4 separate regions of the Mus musculus genome follow, and all the other regions are linked to region 1. The links are chromatin contacts, called in public Hi-C, HiChIP or PLAC-seq and promoter capture Hi-C maps. All regions are on one chromosome and are shown on one strand. The core of a region is the stretch at or near the end of the contact, and the rest is flanking DNA. Distances in the headings are between cores, read along the strand shown. Region 1 holds the start of Casp9 (caspase 9). Region 2 holds the start of Prdm2 (PR domain containing 2, with ZNF domain). Region 3 overlaps Prdm2 (PR domain containing 2, with ZNF domain). Region 4 overlaps Prdm2 (PR domain containing 2, with ZNF domain).

What was found. Promoter capture Hi-C pulls out the DNA fragments that hold promoters and counts their contacts. A called contact is a pair of places that touch in the nucleus more often than the background predicts. HiChIP or PLAC-seq counts read pairs in DNA pulled down with a chosen protein or histone mark.
Region 2: a contact with region 1 is called in an H3K27ac HiChIP or PLAC-seq map of acute myeloid leukemia, with 22 times the contacts expected there. The contact joins the promoter of Prdm2 here to the promoter of Casp9 in region 1. A contact is called at or near these places in 1 of 39 promoter capture datasets (hippocampal neurons) and 2 of 115 datasets of contacts at active chromatin or transcription factors (acute myeloid leukemia and pro-B cells).
Region 3: a Hi-C map of B cells shows a contact between it and region 1, with 10 read pairs. The contact joins the enhancer-like site here to the promoter of Casp9 in region 1. A contact is called at or near these places in 3 of 39 promoter capture datasets (the 3T3-L1 cell line, embryonic stem cells and hippocampal neurons), 1 of 484 Hi-C or Micro-C datasets (B cells) and 1 of 115 datasets of contacts at active chromatin or transcription factors (large pre-B cells).
Region 4: a contact with region 1 is called in a promoter capture Hi-C map of liver, with 2.2 times the contacts expected there. The contact joins the enhancer-like site here to the promoter of Casp9 in region 1. A contact is called at or near these places in 8 of 39 promoter capture datasets (the 3T3-L1 cell line, 3T3-L1-derived adipocytes, the C10 cell line and 4 more), 1 of 484 Hi-C or Micro-C datasets (B cells) and 5 of 115 datasets of contacts at active chromatin or transcription factors (T-cell acute lymphoblastic leukemia, acute myeloid leukemia, large pre-B cells and 2 more).

The regions. Positions count from the first base shown.
Region 1 is chr4:141,790,952-141,795,773 of GRCm38.p6, reverse strand. Casp9 (caspase 9) reads right to left here and starts at 2,162. Exons shown (of 9, transcript NM_015733.5): 1 at 1,788-2,162. The coding sequence starts at 1,919.
Region 2 is chr4:143,210,125-143,214,946 of GRCm38.p6, reverse strand. Prdm2 (PR domain containing 2, with ZNF domain) reads left to right here and starts at 2,238. Exons shown (of 10, transcript NM_001081355.3): 1 at 2,238-2,332.
Region 3 is chr4:143,188,447-143,193,268 of GRCm38.p6, reverse strand. All of the region lies in intron 2 of Prdm2 (PR domain containing 2, with ZNF domain), which reads left to right. Among named protein-coding and RNA genes, the nearest start is that of Gm22039, 13 kb to the left of the region's middle. Within about 2 kb of position 2,433, at least 65 of the 459 cell types and tissues checked have an H3K27ac peak or open chromatin away from gene starts, as enhancers often do. A contact at or near this core is called in B cells, where this site is marked.
Region 4 is chr4:143,153,194-143,158,015 of GRCm38.p6, reverse strand. The region is part of intron 6 of Prdm2 (PR domain containing 2, with ZNF domain); the gene reads left to right. Among named protein-coding and RNA genes, the nearest start is that of Mir7021, 19 kb to the right of the region's middle. Within about 2 kb of position 2,280, at least 25 of the 459 cell types and tissues checked have an H3K27ac peak or open chromatin away from gene starts, as enhancers often do. A contact at or near this core is called in liver and microglia, where this site is marked.

The DNA.
Region 1 (4,822 bases), core at 913-3,412:
TTGGGGATTGGACTCAGAGATTCATGCATGCTAGACAAGCACTGTACCAAACAAGCTATACATCAGGCTTCGTGTTCTGATTTTGCTTTTAAGTATTTAAGTATGCATGTATGTATGTATGTATGTGTGTATATGTATGTACGTGTGTATGTATCTTTCTATCTGAGTCTGTATGTGGCAACTGTGTGTGCATGGTACCAGTGGAGGCCAGAAAAGGGTGTCAGAACACCTGGAACTGGAGTCAATAGTTGTGAGTTACCACATGGGTTCTGAAAACTGAAATCAATGCTCTTATCCACAGAGGCAGCTCTCAGTCCTTAGTTTTGGCTTCTGAAGACTCCATCTCAGGTAGCCAGGCTGGCCTCAAACTCTGCATGTAGCCAAGGATGCCCTGGGAACACCTGATCCTCCTGCCTCTACCTCCTGAGTGCTTGGATTCCAGATGTATGCCGGCACCCCTGGATCAAACTGCTCCTTTCAAACAATCTGCCACTGCCAACACAAGGGCAGAACTGTTTTGACCACACTTGGCTGGAGAAGGGAGCAAGACAGTGGCTGCTGGTGCCACTCTGGGCAGTTCAGCTCCTGATCCCCCTTAATATGCCTTCTGGAAGGCTAGGACTTTCCCTTCAAACCACTTTTCTTGATCAGTATGGGCCCATCCAAATGTGTTCCTGAGCCTACTTTTGTTATTATTTGGCAGCTAACCACATGACTCTACACCACTTTCTTCTATCTCCTTCACTGGACCAAGCCACGTTCCAATACAGATGCTGGAGACAGCCTTGTAGACAGTCCCCCAGGGCCTGGCACTCATATCCTCTCAGAAAGAAATATTCCCTTTTCAGACCTGTGGTGAGGCATCAACTGGAACAAAGATGCTAAAGTGGTTTTTTTTTTCTCTTTTTAGAGTCCTTTAAGAGTTTTTACTCTGTATCTTCCAATAGAAGATGCATTTATGCATACAGCTATCCTGTTTTCTCTGTAATTTTCATACTCATCTTTAGACTTTGAACAAGTTGACCTTTTCCCTTGTGTAATACAGAATTTTATCAAGCTAAAATTGAACTCTAGTACAATGAAAATAATACTGCCACCATTATATTTTGATCCAGAATAATTCCACTCACACAGTAATCCATATAGCGTAGAAATTCAATACACCCCTTTACACAAGCCATCAACATTGTGACTCATGCTCTAGGTTTAAGTGGGCGAAAGTGGATTAAAAAAAATCAAATGTTTGATTTTATTCTTCTGCATTACCTGCATCAAATTCCTTCTTTTCTGAACTCCTTTATAAAACATGCACTTGATAAAAGCCCAGCCAAAAAAGACAGATCCTGATTCTATGTCCTTGTCCTAGGACAGGATGACCACCGTTCCATTTCACAGCCCTAGAAACTGAGATTCAAAAACGGGAAGTGACTGGTACAATGTGCCAGTATAAGGCTAAAGTGGGTGTCTAGGGCCCTTATACTAGAGAAGAGAAAAATCATAAAAGTTCAAACGGTGCAGATTACAGACCGCTTTTAACAAACACTCCACAAAAGAGGAGCATGGGTTCTTCTATTTTATTCTTGTGGCGAACTAAGAGGGCAGTACTGGGGAAGGTTTTAAAAATGGAGTTCCCACACCATGGTTTCCCAGGGCGTGGATTGCACAGGGTGCAAAGCGGAAAAAAAGGGCAGGAGCTCCGTAGTGGCTTCAGAGAACCTCTCAGCGACCTCCCAGTCCCTATCTGCGCCGCGGGAAAAAGAGGGCGGACACAAGGAGGCGGGGCGCACCTGAATATCCTCGATCATGTCGCGCGTGAAGAGCTCTCGACTCAGCAGAGCGTCCCAGAGCTCCGCGACTTGCAGCTCGCTCACTAGGCGCACCCTGCATCGCCGCAGGAGCTGCCGGTCCGCCTCGTCCATGGCGAGCCGATTGCGGGACCCCGGGTTCTGTCCGCTTCCGGCCCTCGGGTTCCGCCCCGGCGCCCACGCCCCGCCCCCACATAGCGCCTCCAGGGATCCCGCTCCGGCCAGCGGTCACCCGGTCCACTGGGCTCCGCTCCGCCCCGCCCCGCCCCGCCCCGCGGCCTGTGACTCGCGCTCACTGGGCTCCACCTCCGCAATCAAAACAGCTCCCACGGCCGCTCACCCCACCACCAGCCCCCAACACCTCCCTCAACGCCGCGCTCTCAGGCCCCGCCCCTTCGCCACGCCCTACGACCGCGCTGCTTCGCCACGCCCACTGGCGCTGCATTCAAGCTCCGCCCCATCACTTCGCCGTACGGACTAAGACCTGCCTCACATGATAACGCTTCTCCCCTAGGACTCGCCCCTCCTCGCCTCGTAGACCAGCAATCCCGCCCTACCGAGTTCCTTCGCCCCGCCCCGAAGCCCTCCTTTGCATCCCAGACTCTCCCCTAGGGTTCCAGGCCTTGTGGTTGCCTTGCTATCTTGCTCCCATTTGCTGGTTCTGCTTAGCGGTAGTTGTAACTTTTCCCCTCGCATGGCGATTGCTCTACCAAAATTCACAATGACCCTACTTCTACAGATACTCAAAGGATCACGAGAGAAAAGGGAAGAAAACCACGCCTAGACATTTGTCCTAGATCTTTCAAGTCCCTTGCTGGCTGTGGCTTTCTAACGCTGCGGCTAGTAAACCTCTTGCTGCCTGCTGTTTCAGGGCTATCGTGCCCTCAATCTAACCAAGCTCATTGGTTAGATCTCGCTCTCTTTCCCTCCTCAGCACCTCCCCCAGAGAAACTGCCAGGAATCTAATCCTATGTTCTCTCAGTTTTGTACCACTTATTTCCACGACTTAAAAAGTAATTGAAATAACTGGAGAGATGGCTCAGCGGTTAAGAACACCAACTGCTATTCTGAAGGTCATGAGTTCAAATCCCAGCAACCACATGGTGGTTCAACAACCATCTGTATTGAGAAATGACACCCTCTTCTGATGTCTGAAGACAGCTACAGTGTACTTACATGTAATAAATAAATAAATCTTTAAAAAAAGTAATTGAACAAGGTCTGAAGAGATGGATGGTTCAGGGTAAAGAGGACCAGCTGTTCTTCCAGAGGTCCTGAGTTCAAATCCCAGCCACCACATAGTGGTTTACAACCATCTGTAATGGGATCTGATTCCCTCTGTGCATGAAGACAGAGTGCTCATATATGCATTAACTAATTAAACACATTTTTAAAAAAGTAATTGGGCATTGTGCTAGCCCCTTACGCTATTCTCTCTGCTAGCCTTATGCCACATTCCTGACAGGGATATAGTTATTCCTTGATGACAGCTGTAGACATGTGTCAGGGATCTCACAGCGTGACCAGAACCAGAATAGACTCATAGCCAAGAATCCACCTTGGAATATGTCAAACGATAATATTACACTTGTTTCCTGATTTGGGCATCAGTCAACATTTCCTTCCATAAAATAGGATGTACACTCGGGAGGAGCAGCTGAGGTGAATTTACAAACAGGAAATCTGGGGAGAGCAGTAATGAGAAACTCAAAGGGGGTTAGTTGCCCCAAAGTAAAGGAGATTCACCACGTTGGCTAAAACTGGCTTGTTTGGGGATTTGGCAGTTATCCCTGCCACCTGATTTCTCAGACTGTTAAATAACCTAGTTTCAGCTTGGTAAAAATAAACATGAGTGAGTGCAAATTGGTCTGCTGGTGCCAGTGCAGAAAATCAATCCAAAACACAGGTATAGTATAGGTCACTCGAGCAGCAAAGCCTTAGGCACAGACCAATATTCAGCTCTGCGACAGCGCATTCGCCTAGCATGCACGAGAGGCGGGGGGGGGGGGGGGGATGACGATGATAGGCTTTAGCTTCATTTTTTATTTATTTTGCAACTAACTATTCAAATATTTACTGGCAGCTTGTACAAACCAAGGTCTGTGCAGACAGTGATACAATGCTGAACAAGAAAAGTGTGAGACTCTACCTGCAGGAGCTTACCTGAAAGAGCTCTACCTGAAAGAGCCCAAAGAACAACGATATACACTAAATGTATAGAAGAGAGAGCCAGGCATGGTAGTGCAGACTTTTAATCCCGGCACTCTTTGAGGAGGCAGAGGCAGGCAGATCTCCTGAGTTTGAGACCACCCTGATTCACCTAGTAAGTTCCAGGCCAGCGAGGATTACACGGTGAGACCCTGTCTCAAAAGCAAACAACAAAAACAGCATGCTAGGTAAGTGTTTTAGAAACCGATTACATAAGAACTCACTCAACACGAGGCATGGAATAGAAAATACATCAAGAGCCCTTGGTCACGGGCGCAAAAAAAAAAAAAAAAAATGTCAGCCTTATTCACCACGCCCTCTTCCCTCGGTTCTTTTGTTTGTTTGTTTGTTTGTTTGTTTGCTTGTTTGTTTGTTTTTTCAAGACAGGGTTTCTCTGTACAGTCCTGGCTGTCCTGGAACTCACTTTGTAGACCAGGCTGGCCTCGAACTCAAATATCCACCTGCCTCTGCCTCCCAAGTGCTGGGATTAAAGGCGTGCGCAACCACGCCCGTCTTTCCCTCAGTTCTTGTCCAAATTCCAGTCTAGAACATCCTTGGGTTGATGTACTGAATTTGGAGCCTTGGATTCTAAGCTTCGGGCAAGTCTTTGGCCCTCTCCGAACTTCAGTATATGAAGAGGTTGAACTAGGAAGAATCCCTAAGGTCGCCTCAAACGCTGACGCTCTAGGATTCTATGAATAGGGTCAAAGTGAACTGGGACCAGCGACTGCGTCCCCGTCCTAGCAACAGTTGCTAGATGTGGGCCATCTTCTGGCAACCAGTGGAAACCCCTCCCCGGTTCCGGGAGG
Region 2 (4,822 bases), core at 989-3,488, 1.4 Mb before region 1:
AAGAAGGAAAACAGTAGTATTTAGTACACCGCACAGCTAATCATCACTAATGAAATTTCACTGTAATCTCCATAGCCTTTGTCTTTTTTAATTGAACAGATGAACTATAAAGTGTGTCGTTCAGTCTGGGAAGTATCACAGTTTAGAGAATTGAAACATGTTCAAACAAAATACACAGATTAAAAGTATACAGTGGTTGGTTAGAGGTGGTATTTAGAAGGACCGAAGATTTACTCAGTGTGGTAGGCTAAATAATCGTTACTAAGCATCTGACCTCAACTCAATCCCTTGAATTCTCAAGCATTACCTCTTGCAGAACTTCTGTTGCTATGACTCAGCAATGAAGAGATTAACTGTGGTTTAGCTGGGTATCCTCAGTGCAACTGTATAGATTATGAAAGAACAGAGGGAAATTTCACTACCTACAGAGGAGAAAGTGATGTAAAGATGAAGAGAGTGTGATGATGTTGGCCTTGAAGAGTTGAGTGGCATAGTGACAAGCCAAGGAATGTTGGCAGTCACCAGAAGCTGGAAGAAGGAAACAGTCTCCCCTAGAGACCTCAGAGGAAGTGTGGTCCTACTGACACCTTAGCTTGAGTCTACTGATACTGATTTGGACTCTAGCCTCTACATTTGCAGGAGATTAAATTTCTGTTGTTTTAAGACATCAAATCTGAAACCGTTGCCCCAGGGGAAAAAGGCATTGTCATATCAGATTAAAGACAGGAAGAACAGCCACTGCCTTCTTGGCATGGTGTTCTCTGGTTTTACCATGTCATGTTTTGATTTGACAAAAATCAAAATCCCCTATATTTCCTTTTGCATTCTATTGGATGCCAGGGGGTAAGTAGATTTTCTTTTAAAATGATGGCTATGGCAGTTTGGTGGTAGATGAGGTGGTGGTCTCCCTTTTGCTCCCACGCTACCTCAGATGATTTTTGATGCATATACTTAGTAAGGTGTTAATCAAATAAAGAGTGCAAATTCCAGTGGCAGCCTGTACCATAATAGTGTATATTCTAGTGACAAGTTTGCATGTCTCTCTTAGGTTTGTAAACTCTTGACTAGTGAGAGACATAAGCAAACATTTGAGGTTTTATTTCCTCTCTCCACGGGCTCTGTGGTGATCCAGACCTTGACAACACTTGACATTGTCCTCACCTGTCAACAGTACTGATGAGATAATCACCATGTCACCAATCCTTTACAGAGTATACCACAATCCACGTTGATTGACGTACTTTCTAAACAACAGGTACATTTGATGAGCTTGTCTGGTCTTTCCAAAGTTTTGGAGGCACATTTGAACATAATACATTATCTATTTTTCAGATCCTTTTCTCAGAGGACTAATACGGCCCACTACACTTAGATTTTTTTTTTTTTTCCTTTCTTCTCAGAGGATAGCTTTATCTTGAAGTACTCATGGCTCTGGGTACCATCTAGATGTGACAAGTAACTTTCATCTCTCTACAACTTCAGATTGATTGGCAACTATGTTCCCGTCAAACCTCTTTTCTGGGATGTCAGAAGTGGTCTCCAGTTCAATCCAATCCATCTCCAGCTCACTTGTTTGTAAATAGTGGTGCAGTTCCCAAGGGCAAGATGAAGGCCATGCTGGGTACCACAGAGCCTTGGCACTGACCTAGGCCCATAGCTGGCAGTTAGCAAATGCCTCCTGGTAAGGGATGAATACAGCCGCTCAGTTGCATCTGCTTTGCTGAAGTTTCGGGTTTGTGTGTGTGTGGCTATATTGGTCCTTTGCACACCATTTAAACGGTCTATTTGCCTGGCAGTGGTCTAGTGAGTGGCCTTCAGAGTGGATTCTGCTCTTGTTTTTCTTGAAACAAGGTCTAAGGGTGTGGTCCTGCCTTCCTGGAATTCACTATGTAGCTCTGGCTGCTTCTGCCTCGAGTTTGGGGATTAAAGTGTGCGCCACCACGCCAGTCAGTCGCGGTCGTCTGAAGTAGGGTGGCTTCTCTGACCAACTCTTGAGTTTCTCAGCCCTAACTCTATAGTGGTCAGGCTGGCCCGGCCATGGCGACGCGGGCTTCCCTTCGAGGTAATAACGCTCTGGGGCGAGCGGCGAGTCCGTGATTGACAGAGAGGGCGACACAGTCCGCCGGGGTCACGCCTGACCGTCGTGTTGAGCTCCTCGGGGTCGCAGGCCACGAGCTACGCGCGGGGTCGGGGTCGGGGTCGGGGGTTGTGGGCGCCGTGCCGACGTCACTTCCGGCCGGAGCCAAGATGGCGGCGGCGCGGCCGCGGGCGCCAGAGCGACGGCGGCGGCTGCGGCTCTGGGCTCGCTGAAGCGTTGGCACGTCGCGCTCTGGTGAGGAGCGGCGGAGCCGGGGAGGGCGGGCGGGCCTCGGGGGAATGTCCCTTGGTGTCAGTGAGGAGTGTGGCCACCGCGGCGGGGGCGACCGGGCCGGGCGCTAAGGGGATTGCGGGGCGGGCTGACGCGCCCCCTTCGAGCTTCCTCCGAACGGCCGGGAACCGGTGGCTGGCGCTGGCGCCGACGCGAGGCGGCGCGAAGGCTCCCGCTCCGCGGCTCTTAAGTCCCCGCGGCCAAGTTTCGGGTCCGTTTGGTGACGGCGCGGCGGACTCGGGGTGCGCGGCTGCGGGGTCGGCGGGGAGCGCACGTGGGCCCCGGGCGGTCCCCATCCGCAGGGCTGCGCTGATCTCTGCTCTTTTGTGTCCCGGGTTGAATGTGCGAGCGCATCTGCAATCCTCGAGTTGGTTCTGTGCCTCGAGCCTTTGTGTTTTTCACCCCCGTATAGTTTCCGTGTGCTATAAACCTGCCAGTGGGCTCCTCGAGTGTCCCCCATCGACCCACTGGTGCATACGTGCATGTGTCACAGGTGTGCGCTAGCATACATAGGACTGGTTTGCGTTCGTCAAAAGATCCATCTACTATGTCTCCGAGGGTGACGAGCGAGACACGAAATAGACCTTAACAGGTCAGTGTTCTTCCACGATCCACGCGTGAAGCACCGGCCAATGGCCTAGCACTTACCGTTAGGTCGGGCCTCGAGCTGGGGAAACAATCCCACAGATCGCCGGGAAGCCCCGTTGCCTCTTACTACCCAGCTGGAATTTACACCTAGAGAAATGGGGTTTCCCTTCACCCCCCGCATTTCATGTATTGAGGATTTGGGTGTATTTGACACGTGAACTGCCTTTTGCCAAGTTCCAGTGCCTTGCCCTTAGGACCCTTTAATGAAACACGGGAATGTTTGTTTCTAGTACACAGTGTCCCCAGAACATGACTAAAATTGTATCTCAAAGTTTTTTTGTTTACTTCGAGGTTATTCTTTAAAGTAATATATACAGCAAAGACAACCTCCCAATGGTTTTTTGTTTGTTTTTTGGTTTTTGTTTTTCTTTTACCTACAATAGCACAGACTACAGTTGGATCATTCTGCCCACGATGATATTGGAAAAGAGGTTTTAGGATATTAAGAGGAGGAACTGAGAGACATTATTCTGTTGTTTTCCTGTTCTATAGAGTTCTGTTTTTGAGATTGCACGCAGCTGCCACCCTCCAAGCTCTCTTTCACACACTTTATTTGATGAAATTTCTTTTTCATGAGCAATCTCGCCATAGCTTTGAAAACCTTCAGAGATCATTTAATAAGCCCCCTTTATTCCAAGCCATGGGAAGAGAGCTGTAAATCCATTGTTGGAAGCAACACTCAGCTGCATTTGGTGTTATTTCAGGGCTCGACCCTTCCCTGCCCCCCCCCCCCAAAAAAAAGCCGTCGATGCATTTACAAAGTTATTAGAACCAGGGACATAATGAGAATGCTCAATGAATGTTCGCTGTTTGTTGATGGAAGACTTGGCTTCGTTGAGGTTTGAGGTGGTTTGTTTTACATTTTCTATGCAGTGCTCGGGATAAGAAGGTGTAACTTTGTAATAATGTATTAGCTCTGTAAGCACAAAACAGCAAAACAGTCGCACTGGAAGACAGTTGGAAAACAGAGGCGCACAAAGAAGGAATAGAAACCGCCTGTAAACTTCCGCCTCCTCAGATAGCCATTGTTAACATTGTAGCAGATTGTCACTAGTCAGTCCCTCATGGTGTGCCTGCTTGTATTTCTTTATTCACATACATTCATTTATAGAAGCATGCACTTCTGTATAATAGTCTATAGAGAATTGATATGTTGTGTATATCGATGAGGCTTGTCTTTCATTATGCTGTTGTGTGTTTCTATGTCTTTAACTGTTCTTCAATTTGATGTTTAATGGCTGATATGTGGATGGGCCATCATTCATTAACCAATCCCACATTGATTTTCAAGGCTTCTAAAGTCTGACATTTCTTTTCATTAATTTTCGGAAGTTTTTTCTCTGTGATGAATTTAAAAATTCTGCAACTATTTAAGATGTGAAAACTGGAAAATCTGCTTTGGTAGTGTCTGATGATACATCTTTTTTTGTTTGTTTGTTTGTTTCAGCTACCTAAGAAGTAACCTCCCTGATTTCTCTGTGGTGTCTGTAGCTCACACATATCTGCACACAGTTCCTTTTGATGATTATTTTATACTGGCTATTTATTTATTAATGGGATTTTTTTTTCTTTTTTCAGAATGCTGATATCTTTTCAACTTTAGATCTGACTTAGACACCTTTCAGGGGTGTGTTAAATCACAGTCTCCAGGGTGGAGAGCACTGTGGAGTATTTGCTATTTTCATGTCTTCTGACTAGTTTCGTGTTAGTTTTAATATATGTAAAGGGGAAAAACCCAACAGCAAATATGCAGCTTTCACTAGCAAACTCCATAGTGGAAGTGTATGTGGGCCTTGAGGGGATACG
Region 3 (4,822 bases), core at 1,184-3,683, 1.4 Mb before region 1:
TTATTTTCCTAACTTAAGATTGATTCTTAATGTGAACCTGGTCATCAGCTTTGGCTTTTCAGCGTCTGGGGCTCGTTAGAGGAGTCAGTTCTGGGCGGAGTGATGGTGACTTCCCAAAGTGGAATTTGAATGCAGACTTTGTTCTTGGTGTGGTATTCTGTGCTCATTTATCTGAGGAGCTGACGGTAAGCTTAGGCTTAACTGTCCATTGATTCTCATGTCCTACTGAGTCTATACGAACCAAGTGTGTTTAGACTTTATTAGTTTCTGATATTTTATACTTCTGCTTTAACGTACATCCCAGTTGTGTCAAACAAAAAGTGTGCATGCTATTTCAGGAGAGGTGTCATACTAACCCTTGCAGCTTTTGGCTCTCTAGCAATCTCATGTTACCTGTGACAAGGCTTAGTCTTAGATTTGTGCAGGGCTTCCTTTGACGCCAAGGATCAGGAGGAAAGTAAGTGCTCTAACAAGCAGCGCATGTCTGACTCGTGTGTGATTGAAATGCTCTGACAATAAGGAAAGTTTTATTTTGAATATAAGACTGTTTAACTTTTTCTGACTAAAACTTTTAGTACTTTCAAATTTCTTTATTAAATTGGAACACTACATTCATCCACAATTGTTCTTGTAATTAAAAAAATTCAGAGTAGTTTATAGTTTTGTTCCTGCACTTATCACTCTTGTTGTCAGTCAGATTGTACTAAAAATTTCTAAATAACTACATGACACAATTCGGGTAGAAAAAGTTTGAACTTGAGTAAAACTAACTTATAATTAAAATCGTGAAGTTATTCTTGGTTGGGTGGAATTTTCTCTCCAGGAAATGATTAGCATCTCTCGGTTGCGGCTTAGCAGGTAGCGCTGTCCTATGATGGCTGTGGTCTCTGAGACACTAGCACAGACTCTTTTCTTTCCCATGAATGAGCCAGTTGAGGCACGGGGATGATCTGGGTCGGGTCATGTTGCTTATGAGAATCCTCTAGGAGGGGTGATAGCTCTCAAAGCATGCCCGTGTTGAACACACCCCTCTTCTGTGTGGGCGTGTCCCAAGTTCCCCCTCCAGAGGTAGCTTGTTAGGCTCTCCCTCTGCAGCCATTTCTGGGGCTCCATACACCCCCAGAACATGAGTTCTTTGTTTTTCCTTCTCTCCCCTGTTTGTCACTCAGTACCCACTCACTTGCTGTCTCTCTCCTCCCAAGAGGGAGCATAGTTTGCTATGCAGGTGAGTCCTTGTTCCTCCTCACTGCCGTGCCTAGCTGGCAGTCGGAGTCACCTTTGCCCTCATGTTGTATTTTCTGTTTTTAGGTCATAGCTATCCTTTGTTTCCTCACTACTATTCCACACTAACCCAATACAGTTGCTCCTAGACTTACAATGTGATTACATCCTACTAAACTCAAGGTAAAGCCAACGCAATTACAACTTTTTTCTTTTGTATCTTAGACTATTGTGAATTAGAGATCATCTCTGTGATATTTTCCTGTTTCCTAGGTTATTTAGTGGCACAATGTAAATAGGCTCAAAGTAGCCTAGCTTAGATATGCTACAGTTTAATTCCATTTTGTATCTGTTGAGTTCTTAGCACAGTTGCCAAGCTCTTTGTTAAGTATATATATTCTCCTCTTATAAAAACAACCTATGAAATGCAGGCATTAGAATTCCCACTTTGTGATGGAAGACTTTAGGACCAAGAGATGGTCATTCCAGAGTGAAAAAAGGAGCTTTGCAGTCAGCAGCAGTCAGATGTATAAAGCCTCTCACTGTAGCAGCCCAGGTATACTCAGGTTTGCAGAAGTGGCAAACAGCTGCCCAGCTCAGTGGCTTAACACAGCCCCAGCTTATTCCCTGGTCTTTGCTGCACACTCTGGATTGTCGTGGTGCTGTCCTATTGTAGTTACACAGGAACAAGGGATCGTGGACTTTTGGTATGTGACATTAATTGGCCACACTCACGTTGGCATATGTCATTTAAAATTAATGTGGTGGTGGGGTGTGATCCCATCTGGTAGCAGAGAAAAACCAAAGTATTTGAGGACAGCTATGAGGATTTCCTGGGACTACCTTTATTACTAATTTCCTGAGTTACATAGTTTCCCCCCCTGGAATCTTTTCTGGCAGTATAGGAACTATAGTCACAACAGCTCTCTGTTCTAAGCAGTGGCCTGTGTTACTACTGCCATTAACCAGTAGCAGGGGAGTTTTGCTTTCTGTGCTAGTTTTAAAGACCAGTAAAACAAGGAAAGAAGCTTGTGAGCACCGTTGTAATCCATCTGCAGTTCTCGTAGCTCTGCTGTCCTGGGTGTTTATTTGTTCCCATGCACAGAACCCCTCCCAGCATGTCATGGACACTGCAGAGAACCACGTGGATGAGGCTCTGCAGTCTTGATGCTCAGAAAAGCAGGCAAGGCTGGTTCCAGAGGATAGTGAAAGTGCTGTGAAGCAGCGAGTCCCTGTGAGGAGGAGTGGCAGGGAGGGCTAGAGGAAGTGCTCTGTGTTACACAGCCACTGATCTCAGAACCAAGGTGGGACACAGCCAGAATCCAGGTGCACAACAATACAGGAAAGGAAGTAATGGGCAGACTGAAAGAAACACAGTGTGCAAAGGGCAGGGCCGTGCTTCATTATATTTTATTGCAAATGGGTAAAGTATAGACGTGGATTTGCTTATTTATATTTCTTCTCATGAAAAGCCAGTAAAATTTGCTTATTATGTATGAATATTCGTATATATGTTTGTTTTCTGGGTGTTTATTTATTTATTATTTTTTAATTTTGGCAAAAAGTTTCTCTACATAGCATTGGTTGTCCTAGAACTTACTATATAGACCAGACCAGTCTTGAACTCACAGAGATCCCTCTGCCTCTGCCTCCCAAGTGGTGGGATTAAAGATGTGTACCACCATACCCAGTCCTTATATTTTTAAAAATCAGAGCCATTAATCCATATTGCTTATGTGAAATAGTGAATGCAACCTTCTATAATAGCCATTTTACCAGTAGCAGCTGTCAGCTGGCAGAGAGTGTGAAGAGAGGGGCTGTGGTAGGGAAGGAGAGGCTGGTCCTGAGGCCACATGAAGCCAGGCAAAGAGGTACAAGGTCAGTTTCATGGGCCTTGTTAAAGATCGGAGGAGAGTTTGCTTGAGGGATGGGGGAGTTTGGGACAGTTCTGAGTATAGGAATGTTTGAATTGTGTTAATAAATATTAATTAAAATGATACATTCTGTTCTGTTATACTGATATTCCTGTTCTTTAAGTCTGATGACTTAAAGGTTCATTTTGCTTTAATGATTAATAAATATTTAGGATTATTAATTATGAGGTTAGCTAGATTTTCATGTGTTTGTAAGTTGGCCTTTCTATCTGTAAATAGAAAGTATTTAAAACTCTATCTTAGTTTCATACGTTTAAAAATATTTATTGTAGCCAGGCATGGTGGCGCACGCCTTTAATCCCAGCACTCGGGAGGCAGTGGCAGGTGGATCTCTGAGTTCGAGGCCAGCCTGGTCTACAAAGTGAGTTCCAGGACTGCCAGGGCTATACAGAGAAACCCTGTCTCAAAAAAAAAAAATATTGTTTGTATGTGTGTGCATGTGTCTGTATGTAGATGCCCTGGAGGCCTTGCAGCTGGAGCTACAGATGCTTCCGAGCCTCCTGCTGGGGACGCTGGCGTCCAGAGCCAGCTCCAGCCCGGTTTAGTGTTTGCTGCAAAGAGGTGTTAAATGAACATACTTGGGTTTTCTTTTCCTTTCTTTTTTAATACTATAGACACTGTGTTTATTCCAGTCGTGGTATTTTTACAGTTTGACACTGGTTCATGGTTTCTTTTCCCTCTTCATGTTTTAAGTATTTTCCCATCATTTTAGTTCTTGTTAAGATGTAGGGCTGCTGAACTCTGCCCTCTGGGCTACTGTTTTTCTGCTGTTAGGTAAACTCTTGTTGTTTGCCTTAGCTTGCCATTGTAGTTGTATGTCATTTCTGGTTTTCTCTTTTCTGAGTATCTTGTTAACATTTTACCTCAGCTGTTTATCTCTGAGCTTAAATTTTAAGTTGTTTGATATTAAATGAGACTCCTAGGCCAGTTTTTTTCTAGATTTTTTAACCCCTGAGGTGTGATTTGTGTGCCTCATGGTGTACCCATTTGACACACATCTGCACTCAAGGAGATATGGCCATTTGCTGGCTGTGGGACATTGCAATGTCCCAGGCTTCCCTTGCTGATTAGTCCTTCACAAGAGGCAGCTGCTGACGAACTTGGTGTCTCTACTGTCCTGTTCTCTAGTGTCATAGCTATGCAGTCCCACGGAGTACATCCTGTGTTTATCTTCCCATGACTTGGTCATCCATCCGGGTTGTTGCTGCTTAGTGGCTGCATTTTCTTTGCAGAGGTTTATTTTTTTATTTTTAATTTTTTTATGTTTTAAAGACTGTCTGAGTTTGGCCCACTCCGTTCAAAGGTATGATTCTACCAGGTGGTTAACACTGTGGCGACTTCTTGATTTCATTTTCATTATCTTCTTCCTTTTTTTCTGACCCTAAAAATAGACTGTTTCAGCATATGCTAATTATGGAGCAAAGAAGTGTTTATAATTATAGATACAAATTTAAATTTTCAGATTTAAAAAGACTTCCATAAGGTACTCCTAGTTGTTATGATTTAGATCTCAATAAATATTATCTTAAGAAATTTGTATTCTAATAATGGCACCTAAATCTCCTTTTAAATCTAGTATTCTGCTAGATATATAATAATCTTTATAAACATGGGTGTGATTTTTTTTAATGAAATGATTAGATTATCTGAAAATTGAAAAAAAAACA
Region 4 (4,822 bases), core at 1,031-3,530, 1.4 Mb before region 1:
CATGCAGAGAACGCAGTCCAGGTAGGGGCGGGGGCAGATGAGATAAGGTTTCTGCTCTCACAGGGTCCGATGGCCAAGGGCTCATAACATCTGTGTGGGGTGTGGCACAATTCCTGTCAGGGCCTTCCTTCACCTGTGTCATAAGTGACATGAAGTTCCAGGGGGCTGAGGGCTCCAGGCAGAGAAGAGGCATATGATCTAGACAAGCTTATACTCCATGCATGTGAGAATTTCTTGAACTGAGAAACTCAGCTCTATACATGGCTATATTGGCCTCTTTTCTGCAAGGTACCATGTTTGCATTGGTTGGGGAGATTCAGGAGCTGGCTAAATTAGGCATTAAATGCCAGCCCTGTGAAGTTCCTCGTCTACATAATTGCAATCAAGTGCAAGCCATACTAAGTGTCTCTCCTTGTTCATGTGGGTCAGCAGGGGCCCCTTGAGGCTTCCTGGTTGTCATGAGAAGGATCTTGAGAAAGAGCAATGAATGAATTTTCCCTGTGAGGGATATATGGCATCAAAGAAGACTGTTAGGCTTGTTGGAAATGTGTAGAAGGAAAGGTGTGCAGGTGGTGGGTGCCCAGCCTCCTGAAGAGAGTTGCAGACTGCTGAGCCCCCCCACCAGTGTTCTCACTCATCTTGCATCTCTGGAGTGTTTTGTCCTAGCTCCAGATGAAGAATGGGCACTTCTCAGGCGAGCGTCAAGAGCATGTTTGAGATTGGTGATCTGCTGAAGGATATCAACTTAGTATGGGTTGGGAGATGGTTTGGGCTGGGGAGGTGGCCATGCTTTTGTAAATGCAGTGGGCAGCAGTACAGGATTTGAAGTTAGCTATTCAAAAGTACACTTTATAAAAGCAGAGAACAGGCTGGCTTACATGAAACGATCACTTGGTCTCTTCTAGCAGCTGGCAGCTCTGTTGCATATTCCTGACTGGAGCTGAGTGATCGAGGCCTGATGGTGGTAGGCAGTTCTTAGGTAGACTTAACTGGGCCCTCACCTCTTGACAGGTGTGGAGCCAGACGCAATGTGTTCCTGTGCTTGTGGCCTCAGACTTGTTAAGTCAGGCTGTGTGGCAGGCAAAGTGTATAGTGAGTCTTAACAGCGGTGTCTCCTGAAGCCCTAGCTGCCATCCATCTGAGAGATGCCTTCATCGAGCAGTGCATGTCCTGCCCACCTTTCCTGCTGTGGGCTGTGTCTATGCTCAGGATGGTTTCAGTTAAGCTTTTCACCAGGAGGGAGAAAACTTGTGTTACTTTTTCTGTTTACTTGAGCCATCACTGAGGGGCTCCAGATTTGGGCTAAATGTTGGAAACTGTTTCTGTGCCTTTGATTCTTAATTATGTGTAGCCTTGTTCACAGAAAAATTGTGTGGATTAGCCAGAATTTTATAAAATGTTCTTCACAAACATTTCTTTATGTTTGTGTGCTTGTGTCTGTGCCTGTGCACATGGCCAGAGGCAGAGTAGGGTAAAGATCATAACAATGTGGGTTCTGGGAATTAAACTCAGTTTGTCAGGCTTGGGAACAAGTACCTTTCTTTGTCTGCTGAGCCATCTCACTTGCCAGCCTAGAATCCTAATATAAAAAAACTATTTGAGACATCTGATGGAGTGTGTTAGGAACTCTTGACATGTGCTGCCGTGTATTCTGTCTAAAAGGGAATTGGAAGCTATGACTTGTCTAAACCAGAAAAAAAAGTTTGATTATAATTGCATTTTCTAGAAGACCCTTATAATGAGTTCAAATTAGTTTAGTTTTTTTAATCTGACTATAACTTGTATGTTAAAACCCTCAATTTTGTTGTTTCCTTAAATATATGAACACCAGGTTCTTTGCTTAAATAACTGATTTTTAAATTGGTTTAAAACTAGCTGTGCTTCTCTCCCCTAGGCAGTTTCGTATTCCAGTTCACAGATGGTGTTTAGATACGGGAACTTGGTGTTCCTGAGCGTGGAACCTAACAGAGGAGGGTGTAGTTTCATATTTGAAGTTGCCTCTAACGAAAGCAGGAGCCAGGTGTAGTAGTGCATGTCTTTAATCCCAGTATCTGGGAGACAGAGACTGAGTTTACATCTCTGAGTTTGAGGCCAACCTGGTCTATAAAGAGAGTTCTATCTAGGACAGCCAGGGCTACATAGAGAGACCATGTCTTAGTAAACAAATGAATGAATAAATAAAAATTAACTAGGAATTGATTGGATGGAAAGCTTGGTTGGTTAACTGGGGATTGACTGTTGATGGGCACTTTGAGTGAAGGCTGCATGCAGAGCTGAAAGCTGCAGTCCAGGTTAACAGCCTGGAGCTGTGTAGTTTGGATTCCCTATGTGTATTACATGCTGCCAGAGAGATCTGGAGTTTGGTCTTTAGTAGCATTAATAGTTTAGGGGAGCTTATATTACAGTACAGAAGCAAGAGCTTCCTCTAAGTGAAAAAGATACTGAAAGCACTTGTGCCCCCCATCCTCCCTCTCCCGCTCTGTGTAGCCCTGGCTGTCCTGGAGTTCTAGGCTAGCAGGAACCACATAGGGAGATCATCTTCAAAAACAAAATGTACTGTAGGATAAGCACAATGAAGAAATGAACTCCAGCACTCCTTAAGAAAACTCAGTTACCTTTGCAGTTAGTTCAGCCAGGCCTAACAGCACATGCCTATTGTCCAAGCACTTAGGAGGTGGAGGCAGATCAGAAATTTACAATCCAGTCTGGACTGCGTGAGAAGTCCATTAAGAGGAAGGCAATAAGAGAGAAAATAAAGAGGAAGAAGGGGTGCTGTGCCTGGGTCCAGACTGGGGAAACTGTTCCTAACAAGTCCACTCTCCTGCCTTTCCTACAGAATGAGTCAGGCAGCTAGGACGGGACCAGCTTCGTCAGCAAACCAAACCTTTGGAGATGCCACTTCAAAATAGTGCATTTGTGTTCCAAAAAGCCAAAATGAACCACGAGACACTACCCTTCACAAATTAATAATCTGACAAAACAAACAGAAAAACCAGAACACTTACCTACATCCTAAGGCAGGGAAGGAAAGAAGCAACCATCATTACTTCCTTCTACTACAGCCACAAAATGAATTAGAACTCCACTAAATCAGTTTCTAGATTTAATTTTTATATTAGATCCTGTTCAGGGTCCTTAATGTTTGGCCTAAGGAAACCTTAAAGTTCATGAACCAGTGCGGCAGTGACAAGGCCTCAGTGTGCTGCAGAGGAGGAGACTGCGCGCATCAGCACCTCTTCCTTGAACTAATCAGTAAGAGTAAAGCGGGCCAGGAAGTAGACAGGGCCGAGACAATACAAAGTAGTCAACAAATCCCACATCAGCAAACGTGTCTGCAGAAGTAAGCTGCAAGTATTTTGTAAACTGTTTACTTTTGGATACTCAAAAGAATGAACAACTTAATTTATAAGTTTCCCATTTGCTGTGATCACAGTGTACACTGCTAATGAGAAATTGTTTTTAATTCATTATATGCTTATGTCTGTGTGCATAGTGTTTTGTTTGTTTGGAGCACCGGACCTTGGACTCAGATCTAGGCTTAGACATGCTGAAGTACTTTACCATGCTGCTGGGGTACTGACTACATCATTACATCCTGACTTGGCCCACTGTAGAGTCTTTATCTTTTTCTTGCTTAAATAATACAATGTGATAAACGTGAATCTGGGAACTCCGGCTGAGACTGTTCAGTTGTGTGTCGTGTCCCCCCCCCCCCCCCCCGATCCTGTGGCAGCCGTGCCTGATTGGCAGCGCAGAGGTAGCTTTGCACTCAATTTCTAAACGTCTTAAATATTTCCTTTCTGTTATTTTCTCCAGAAGGTCTGAGGAAGTGATATTGCTTACAGTGTCAGAAGTAGTGCATGTTAAGCCCTAGTAGAATGTGAGTGGGAGACGAGAGAACTCGGGGAACTTTGAACCAGTGATTGTAGCTGTTTATTATTTCCAACTCTGGTTACCATCTGGAAAATTTTTTTAGTGTTTTGTTATAAAAACCTGTTTAAATATATGCTTTATTTAGGAGATAACAGTGAAGCCACATGTCTAAAACCTTCATATAGAGAATTACTATGGTTACACAAATGTCATGTTACAGACCCTATAGTTGTCCTGACTGCCACATGCTTATCCATCCCATAACAGATACACCATCTGGACCCCTAGTAGTACTAGGAGTGACACACAGTACTATAGCTCTAGAGCCAGAAGGCTTTTATCCTCCAAAACCTCCTAAAATGATTTTTTCCGTATTAAGTGATGCCTCTTAGCATGCACTTGACTACTAAAGCAGCGTCAGTACTAAGCACGCCCAGTCTCCCTCACTCCCTAAAGTCTCAGGAGTTAACTTTGGTTTAATGTTCCAGATTTAAAGATGTAGACGATCAGGGTCTCAGTTTTATTTCCTCCAGTTCTCTACATAAAGTTTCATCTTGCCAGTAGTTCAAAGGCCACAGCTTTGGTTGTCAAGTGTCCCAGTCAGTGTGCTGTGCTGATGTCCTCTTGCAGGCAGGCGTGCTCCTAGGAACAACACCTGGATGCCATCAGAAAGTGAAGCTGGATGCAGCCACTACCTCCTCCCCTAAGTTTCCATACTAAGCTGTCCGGTAATAAGTGGCCCAGTCCATTACAGTAAGCTTACAAAGCCAGGCAACTGCTAGCATCTGGATGGCAAGGTTTTTCTTAGAACTTTACATTTTCAGGAAAACCCATCTTGCTTCTGGTTCTCAGGATTTTCTGAGACCAGGTTTCTTCATGCCGAGCTGAAAGTAGTGGCATTCATCAATTCTTTGAACATCAAGACCATACATAGAGCCCACAGGGATGT